2 separate regions of the Mus musculus genome follow, and region 2 is linked to region 1. The links are chromatin contacts, called in public HiChIP or PLAC-seq maps. All regions are on one chromosome and are shown on one strand. The core of a region is the stretch at or near the end of the contact, and the rest is flanking DNA. Distances in the headings are between cores, read along the strand shown. Region 1 overlaps Gas2l3 (growth arrest-specific 2 like 3). Region 2 holds the start of Uhrf1bp1l (UHRF1 (ICBP90) binding protein 1-like).

Evidence for each region. HiChIP or PLAC-seq counts read pairs in DNA pulled down with a chosen protein or histone mark.
Region 2: an H3K4me3 HiChIP or PLAC-seq map of bone marrow-derived macrophages shows a contact between it and region 1, with 2.7 times the contacts expected there. The contact joins the promoter of Uhrf1bp1l here to the enhancer-like site in region 1. A contact is called at or near these places in 4 of 39 promoter capture datasets (the 3T3-L1 cell line, the C10 cell line, hematopoietic stem and progenitor cells and 1 more), 2 of 115 datasets of contacts at active chromatin or transcription factors (bone marrow-derived macrophages and embryonic stem cells) and 1 of 9 other capture datasets (adipose tissue).

What each region holds. Positions count from the first base shown.
Region 1 is chr10:89,413,329-89,417,840 of GRCm38.p6, reverse strand. Gas2l3 (growth arrest-specific 2 like 3) reads left to right here. Exons shown (of 11, transcript NM_001033331.2): 10 at 714-821; 11 at 3,349-4,512. Among named protein-coding and RNA genes, the nearest start is that of Gas2l3, 28 kb to the left of the region's middle. Within about 2 kb of position 2,165, at least 38 of the 459 cell types and tissues checked have an H3K27ac peak or open chromatin away from gene starts, as enhancers often do. A contact at or near this core is called in bone marrow-derived macrophages, where this site is marked.
Region 2 is chr10:89,742,701-89,747,212 of GRCm38.p6, reverse strand. It overlaps Uhrf1bp1l (UHRF1 (ICBP90) binding protein 1-like), which reads right to left and starts at 2,222. Exons shown (of 21, transcript NM_029166.2): 1 at 1,925-2,222. The coding sequence starts at 1,968.

The DNA.
Region 1 (4,512 bases), core at 916-3,415:
CCCAGCAACCACATGGTGGCTCACAACCATCTCTAATGTAATCGGAAGCCCTCTTCTGGTTGTCTAAAGACAGTGACAGTGTACTCACACACATAAAATAAATAAATCTTTTTTTTTTTTTTTTTTTTAAAAAGGTCCTGAACTCGGGAGGGGACCGTGAAGAAGTGTTGGGCAGCAGTTGAAATGGGGGGGCTGGAGGCAGATGTGGTCACAATACATTGTATGCATGTTTGAAATTCCTAATAAATCAAAAAAGATGTTTGAGGGATAGAATTAAGGTTTTTTCCCCCTTTCAGTTTCTTCATGCTTCTCGAATTGAGATATGAAGAGTTTTATCCAATCCTGAGCATACAGACATACATCTCTGCTTATTTTTACAGGAACTTGGAACAAATCTAGGTATTCCCTCCCACGTTGTTAGTTTAGCATTGTCTTAATGGAAAAGTGAGAACTCTTCCTTAGCCTGTATCTGACTAGATAATCTTTGATTCCAGGCAAATGTAATTACTCGGGGCTCTAAACAATTCAGACTTCATGATGAGCTCATGCTGCCTAAAGACCAGCAGGGCTGGAGGAGAACCATTATATAGTTGAGTGGGCCTTATATTTTTATCTTTGAGTTTCATCTTCCTATCAAACAGCATTGCATTTTGAGTTTTAATAGAAACTTTCCCTGGTAAGCCCTGAGTATTGATGCTTATTTTCAACCGTAGGTTAAACACATTGCGGAGGACCCTCCTTGTAGCTGCTCTCATCGGTTTTCTATTGAATACTTATCCGAAGGGCGGTACCGGCTAGGGGAGAAAATTCTCTTTATAAGGGTAAGTCTTCTGGTTACAGTCTGTATTCATGCAGGTTTGTCTTGGAATTGGGTTCACTTTTTACCAACCTCCTTTTGACCCCCCTTTACCTTGTAAAACAAATTAGAATACAGGGGCTGGCTATTCATGGAAGAATTTCACTGTACAGGAAGAAATATGGAATGCTTGATTCCAGGAATTTTAAGTGAGTTTGAGTAGATGCTTTTAACATTCAAGTAACTAGAAGACAGCTGAGACTGCTTAAACATCGAATAGAGTTTAAAAATACTTCCATGTGCTTCTGGGAATTTACTGCATTTTTCAGATTTTCTTTTTTTTCTTTTCTTTTTTTTTGGTTTTTCAAGACAGGGTTTCTCTGTGTAGCCTTGGCTGTCCTGGAACTCACTCTGTAGACCAGGCTGGCCTTGAACTCAGAAATCCGCCTGCCTCTGCCTCCCAAGTGCTGGGATTAAAGGTGTGCGCCACCACTGCCTGGCTCAGATTTTCTTAATGAAATAATTTTCCCATCAACTCCCTAAGAAGAAACGAACAAAATAGAATGTCCACTGAGATTAGTATTAGTTGGTCAGAAAATAAACAGAAGTATTGCCATTTGTGATGAGAGTGCTTTCAGGAGGAAGCACAAGATCTTTGTCTTAGGTCACAGAGCACTATGATGAGGACACCCGTGTATGGCCGTGTTCTGGTTTGGGGTGAGGATACCCAAGTTATGGCCTTCCTTTGCCCCATCCGCAGTTGATTACTTCTTCCTTTTGTTGATAAGACATTAAAATGTCACCCGTTTAGCATTTTTCTACTTTTGATATAACACAAGAGCTGTTTTCTCTCGATTCAGAAACACGGTATAGTTCACACAGAGTCCTCACATTCCCACCCTGGATCCAACTCAGAGAGAAACCCCAATTCACTTCCTGTCTTTGAGTTAGCGTTCTTTCTGCTTTGCACATGCATATAATGTGTTCTGATTATTCTTCATTCTCTTGTTATGGCCCCTCATCCCGATCAACTCAATTTTATCTTCCCTACCAATCCCTTCCTATCCTCATGGCTTTTGGGTTTGTTTTGCCACGTAGTTTAGTTAAGACCTTCTGTGACCATCAGTGTAGGTATTGGATTGAATCTTCCATTGGAGCCCAGCAGGGGTCATCAATGGGTACTCAGTCGAAGGCAGTTTCACCCATCCCTGAAGCAATCAATAGCAAACAGAAGCAGGTTAGTTGGCTGTTAACATTAATTAGCTAAACTAACTGGAAGAGAGACTTGGGACAAGTGACTGTGGGGTCTTGTGGTTTCCTTTCTTAGCACTTAGTCAGCAGGAAGAGGAAGGGTTCCCTAAGCCCCTCCTCCATCCACGCCTGACTGACTGACTGGCCCAGTCCTACACAGGCTCAGTGCAGCCGTCCACAGCAGCTAGGAGTTTATTACCACAATGGCTGTGTCTGGCCCAGAAGATGAAATTTCTTAGCCTTTCTTCCTGTCATCTGACTCTTACACCCTTCCCACCTCCTCTTCCAGACTCTTTCCTGAACCTCAGAGGGAATAAACGACATTAGTTCTGAACACTTATCCATTACATAGACTCGGCATTCACCAGGGCTCACTCCAAAGAGCATGTTCTTTGATTAGGACCAAGAGTAAGCCACACTTAACTGTGTCGTAAACACGAGGCACACAGACTGGGATTTAGAGCTGCAGTGTAAAGCTGAGCTCATATAGATACGAAGATCTACCAGCTGAGCTGGTCACATTGGTAGAGCCAGGGTTTGTTTTATCCCCACAAAAGTGCCTGTGTTGGGGCAGCCTGGCGGGTTTGAGGCTAGCCACAAATACCTTAATCCCTCAGAGCCATTCTTATCTGCAAGGATAACTTATATGAGTGGTTTGTTTTGTTTTAAAGATTCATTTATTTCATGTGTATGAGTACACTGTTGCTGTCTTCAGACACACCAGAAGAGGGCATCAGATCCCATTACAGATGGTTGTGAGCCATCATGTGGTTGCTGGGGCTTGAACTCAAGAACCTCTGGAAGAGCAGTCAGTGCTCTTAACCACCGAGCCATCTCTCCTGCCTTATATAAATGTTTTAAAGATGAAATTGATAGGCTGTAACTTTCAAATTTAAAATACAAGTTTTAGTTGTTCTTTCTAATTGCTTTTTTGCCTACCATGAGGCTTTCTGCTGTCTCCTTCCCTTCTGTCAGTACTCAATCCATGGAACACTATTGTTATTTCAGTTTTCTATATTAATTGTGTGGATTTTAGGATACAAATGATTTGTCAATATTTGTATTACAAAGTAAATGGCTTTTATTATTAGTTGTATAGCCTAATACTAAACTTATTATTTTAGTACCAAGAAAGAGAGAGAGAGAGAGAGAGAGAGAGAGAGAGAGAGAGAGAGAGTGTGTCAGTTTGAAATGAAGCTGTTTCCCAGGTCATAGCAAATGCATATCACGATTGTGACCAGACTGAAGCTATAAACGTCTCAGTTTCCCTGTTGACTTTTTTATTTTCACTTTTGGGGCAGATGCTTCATGGAAAACACGTTATGGTCCGCGTCGGTGGAGGCTGGGATACTCTACAGGGATTTTTGCTGAAGTATGACCCCTGTCGAATACTGCAGTTTGCTACACTAGAACAAAAAATTTTAGCATTTCAAAAAGGAGTTTCTAATGAAAGCGTGCCAGATTCGCCTGCCAGAACGCCTCAGCCTCCAGAAATGAACCCTTTGTCAGCAGTTAATATGTTTCAGAAACAAAATTTAAGACCTGGCACACCAGTGAGTGTTCCGAAGAACAAGGAGAAACAGGTACGTCTACCAGGTGCACGTCTGCCTGCATCGTCAGTAAAAGGTAATTTGGCTTCCCCGTCTACCCGGGCTAAACGGCCAGATTCTCCAGCATCATTTCCACATCCCAAGGTGACATCTTTGAAGGACGCAGCAAAAAAGACGACTGCTCCTTCCAACAGTGTATCGCAGTCCCTGGCTTCTCCAAATCCAGGGTCTAAACCAAGCACTGCACAGTGTGCCTCAGAGTCATCGCGAAAATGTGTCACCTTCCCCAAGACTGCACAGACCAAGGCTATTCCAGCCCAGAATTCAAGAGATCTGTCTAAGTCCAGACTTTTACCAAGTAAATCTCCTGGAAAAATGGAACCAAAGCATTTGAAACACAATCATCTTTCTTCTAGGGATGAGTCACGTATAAACTTATCATCCAAGTCCCCAAAGCTACCTAAAGGAGCCATGCACGGAAGGCCTAACCCTTCTCCTTTCCAGCCACCTGCCAAAGTGACCAAGCCCAGTTCTAAAACCGGAGCCATAGGTCTAGGGACACAGTCTCAGCCACCCACTAGAACGCCGAGGTCAGGAGCAGTCTCAGCACAAAGACTTCAGTCTACATTGAATTTAAACAGTCCAGCTTCTGTGTGCTCAGGGTCCTCTGCAAAAGCTACTCAGGGATCGAAAGGTAAGAATACAGTTTCAGTTGCCAAAAAGCAACCTCAGAGTAAGGGTGTCTGCCGGAATCCGGGACCTGGCTCTTCAAAGTCTCCTGGCCGTACCCCGCTGTCTATTGTGACTGTTCCCCAATCTGCTACCAAGACAGAAACTGTCTCGAAGTCAGCCAAGACTGCCATGAAGGGCCAGTACTCAGCTAAAGGGCCTCCCAAAAGCAGCAAGCCACCAACT
Region 2 (4,512 bases), core at 973-3,472, 330 kb before region 1:
TATAAGGTATATAAGGTGTTAGGCACTGAACTCAGGGCAGCTTTCATGCTAGGCCAGCACTCTAACCCAGCCTGGGAAACTGAGTTCCAACTCACACATGGTGTGGTAGGTGAGCACCAGTTATCCTCAGATGTTCCATACATAGACTGGATCAGGCACATATGTGCACACTTGGATGTATACAGTAAATAAATAAAAATATAATAATCTTTAAAAAAAACTACAAATGGTTTCTCCATTTAAAAAGAAAGAAAATGCTATGTTTTAGAAACTTTCTGATTTAAAATGAAATGCTCATTACTATTTACCACACAGGTGTAAGAAATCAGGAAGATTATAATGTAATCCTAAGGGCTTAACTCTAAGTATGTGGGAGTTATCTATGTGGCAGAGTAAGCCATTACACGCCTGCTCTTAAGAGGTCTTCCCAAATGGACTTATACAAGAGAATTAAAGGATAATGCCCTAAGGCACTTATCGACTGAATTAGATTTTCTTTTGGGCATACAGAGTGGTACAGTATCATTATCCCTGGGAGAGAAAAGGGCAATAAAATCAGTGTCTATGGATCTGAATTTTCTTATGGCTCTTGAAATAGGCAAGGGCGAAGTGTATCTCATGAGTCAGACTCACCCTAAGTAATAAACATTATTCAAAATAAGATGACTCAGTATTGCACTATCTATATAATTAAAAAAAATCCAACAAAGCATGGTAGCACAGACCTGTAATCTCAGCACTCAGGAAGGTGAGGCAGGATGACACTGAACTTGAGGGTAGCCTGAGATTTATTTTCAGGACAGCCTGAGCTACTTAACCTGTTTAAATACACACACACACACACACACACACACACTCACTCTCTCTCTCTCTCTCTAATTAGTGATACTAAGAACCAAACACACGGTCACAAACTTTGCTATAGTTTGATACTTTATGTATACATACTGTGTGTATTAAATTTTATTCAATATAAAGATATAATGTCAGGAAAATATCTGCTGAATCATAGTATTGTTTTGTTCAATATGTTCTCAACTGTAATATATATATATGTATTACACACACACACACACATATCCAGAAAATGAAGACATGTTTACTATACAAGTCTATCATTAAACCTGAGAACGTTCCTTTAATCAGTTAAAAGCATTCATTAACTTACAAATAACAGAGGAGAGAAAGAGATCCTAACCAAGAGCTTTTAATTCTCTGTCACCAACTTGGAACAGGGTCCTACATTTAGCCTGTTTCTTGAGACAAATATGGAGAAGCCAAGAGCAGTAACAAACTGCCAGTTTACTGAGTCATGTTTCTGACTAAAACTGTGTTATGAAATGGAAAGAGTGACACGTCTGGGGTTTAAACACCAGGGACGTTAACTCCCTGAACTCAAGGGTCGCGGAACAAAATCGGAAAACTCTGCAGCAAGAACGAACGCGATGCGGGACTGAAAACGACTTCCACGGAGAACTGGCCGAAGCGGAGAAGTCCTGCTTAATTTCCCCTAAAACAAATCCGAACTGTGCAAACAAGCACACCCTCCCGTGCAGCGGAGCGGGGACGCCAGGTAGGGGGCACCGAGAACAATCCCAAGGTTAACGTTTCACTGGCACACACACACCCCAGTCCTCGGCTAACGGAGCCGCTCGGCTCCGAGCCCCGGGAGCTTCCGAGCCGGACCGGGTCCCAGCCCAACCCCATCCACCCAGCACCTGAGTGACGCCGGGGACGTCACCAGCCTCGGCGCAGGAGCGGCCCCCGGCGGAGGAGGAGACCCCGGCCCGCCGAGCCCCGCCGCCCTCCGCGTGACTCCGGAGGCCGGTCGGGGGCGCCAGCGGCACCGGCAGAGCCCGAACCTGCGACCTGGACCCGAGAACCGGCGGCCAGCGGACGGGACCGGCCCCGAGCGCTCGCTGACCTGGAGAGGTGCTTCAGGATCTGTTTCTTGATGATCCCAGCCATGGTGCCCGCCGGGCTGGAGCGCCGCTCTCTTGTCGCTCCTCACAGCCTCCTCACTTCGCGGCAGTCTTCTTTCGGTCCCGCCTCACCGGCCCGGAGGAGAAGCGCCGGAGAGATCACTCTCAGAAGAGACTCGAGGGCCTGGCCGAGGCCACAGCCGCCGCAGCCGCCGCCGAGAGCCCGAAGCATGACGCTCAGGCCGCCGCGGCCGCCGCCAGCGCCATCTTGGCTGCAGCATCACCTAAGAGACCGGGGGCGGGGAGAGGAGTCGGGGGGGCGGAGCGAGCTCGAGGTGGGCGGGACCTGTGGGAGTTCCGGGAATCTTCAGCCCTGCCTACTTCGGACTCCCACTAGGTCCTCCGCTGCCCTTTCCTAGTTGGTACTTGGGCTTTCATCTTTTCTTCATCCCTTTCATCTTGTCTGTGCCTCTCTCGCTGACATCCTAGTCTTGCTTCTTCATTTCCTCCGAACTCAACTTTCTGCTCTACAAGTAGCTCTGTTTATGTTATTCTTTTGGCCATTTCAGCTTTTTAATCTCAGTTTCTTTTACCAAGATCCTTCCCTTAGACTAACGGCTGTAATTTAATGTTTCCATTCGTTGGTCTAACCTTAAAGGAAGTAAAATTGACAGCATGTCATATTTAACCGAATATACCTAAAGACCTAGAAGTTAGAAAGTCTAGAGCCAGTGAGATGGCTCTCAGCCAGCAAGAGTACTTGTCAAGCAAGCTTGATGATCTGAACTTGATGACCAAACCACCATGAAGGAAAGAACTGCCCTTGAAAGTTATCCTCTGGACACACACACACATAGACACACTTAGTAGAAATTTTGAAATGGAATGCCCAAAATGAAGTCCTGGTTCTAATATTTTCTAGCTATGTTAACTTGGAAAGATTGTTTTCAGCTTTAGTTTCACTTCATGTATGAATGTGACTTTGGTCACACAAGGGGACGTCAGAGAACAGCCCTGGGTGTAGTGCCTCACTTTCTTCTATCTCTTCCTCAACAGCTACTTGTGTACTCCAGGTTACCTGGTTCCTAGGATCCTCTTGTTGGTCTCTTGTTGCCTCTCCCATATTGCCTAAAGAGTGCTGGGATTACAGACTTCTGGCTTCATGTGAATTCTGGAGACTCAAGTTCAAGTCCTGATGATTGAATGGCAAGTGTATTGTCTGCTAAGCCAGCTCTCTCAGCCGTTAACCTCACTTTTAATCATCTTTAAAATATAGTGTCTGCCCTTAGGGATGGTTTGGTAGGGGCCCTAGTAGGTACTGTTGGTGTGTCTGGGCCATATTGTCTGGCCACCTGTTGTAGAAGCAGGTTTTGAAAAAGATATAAATCACTAAAATATTTCATAAACAGGTGGGAGAGAGAGACAGTGTAGCCATTTGAGGTGGGAAGAAGCAGCATTAGAGTTCACAATGCTTGAAGCATGCCAGGGTAACAAGAATCTGCTAACACAAATACTGTGCAAGGATGAAAGCAATCTGAGCTGTTTGAAGGGAACCAAGCTGGGTGTAGTGACACATGGGTCTGTAATGTCAGCCCTTCGGGGACAGAGGCAGGAGGAGTGCTACAAGTCTGAGGTCACCATGATCTACTTAGCAACACCTTCTCTTGAAAAAATAAAAAAATAAAAATAACTACAAAGCCAAGATTTTATTACTTGGACATAGGATCCATAACAACTCATAAAAATGCCTGTCTTGGGACTGACTCCTACTTGGAAGCTGGCATGACAGTGATGGGTTGTACTTCAGAGCCTTACTAGACTAGCGAAGGCCGCCTGCAGCCAGCCAGGTCTTGTCCCTAGCTGGGTGACTCATTCCCAGTCTCTGCCCAGAACCCTGCTCCTCTCCGTCTCTGAGCTTCAGTAAGATAACATCCCTTGTCCCCAGTCTCTGATTCAGTAAGATAACATCCCTTATCCCCCGGCCCAACCCTTTTCTTCAGTTGACCTGAAGTTTCTTCTCTTAGAAATGATTAGGTGGAAATCAGCTGTATTTGCAGAGGAATAAATGTTAAAAGTAACATTTGATTGACAAACCAAACATAGGGTGTGGGGAGGGGCAAAGAAAGGCTAGCCAAACCTCCTGCTTCGCCCTGATTATGAACTATTAGGACAAACAAACATAGAGCAACAGAACACAAGGAAGTTCTTGAGGCTCGGACAGCCTCTGAGCACAGTACAGACTGGATAGTCTAGTGTACTTCAAACTGCCAACACCCACAGACACCTTTCTTCTGCCCTGGACTTCCTACAGAGTCATAATAACTCTAATACAGCAGCTCCCTGCCTTCATCATTTTAGCATAGGGGCTGGAGAGATGGCTCAGTGGTTAAGAGCACTGGCTCTTCTTCTACAGGAAGTGGGTTCAAATCCCAGCATCCACATGGTGACTCATACCTGTTTGTAACTCCAAGATCTGACACCCTCACACAGACATACATGCAGGCAAAACACCAATACACATTGTCTTAGTTAGGGTTTTACTGCTGTGAACAGACACCATGACCAAGGCAAGTCTTATAAAACACAACAT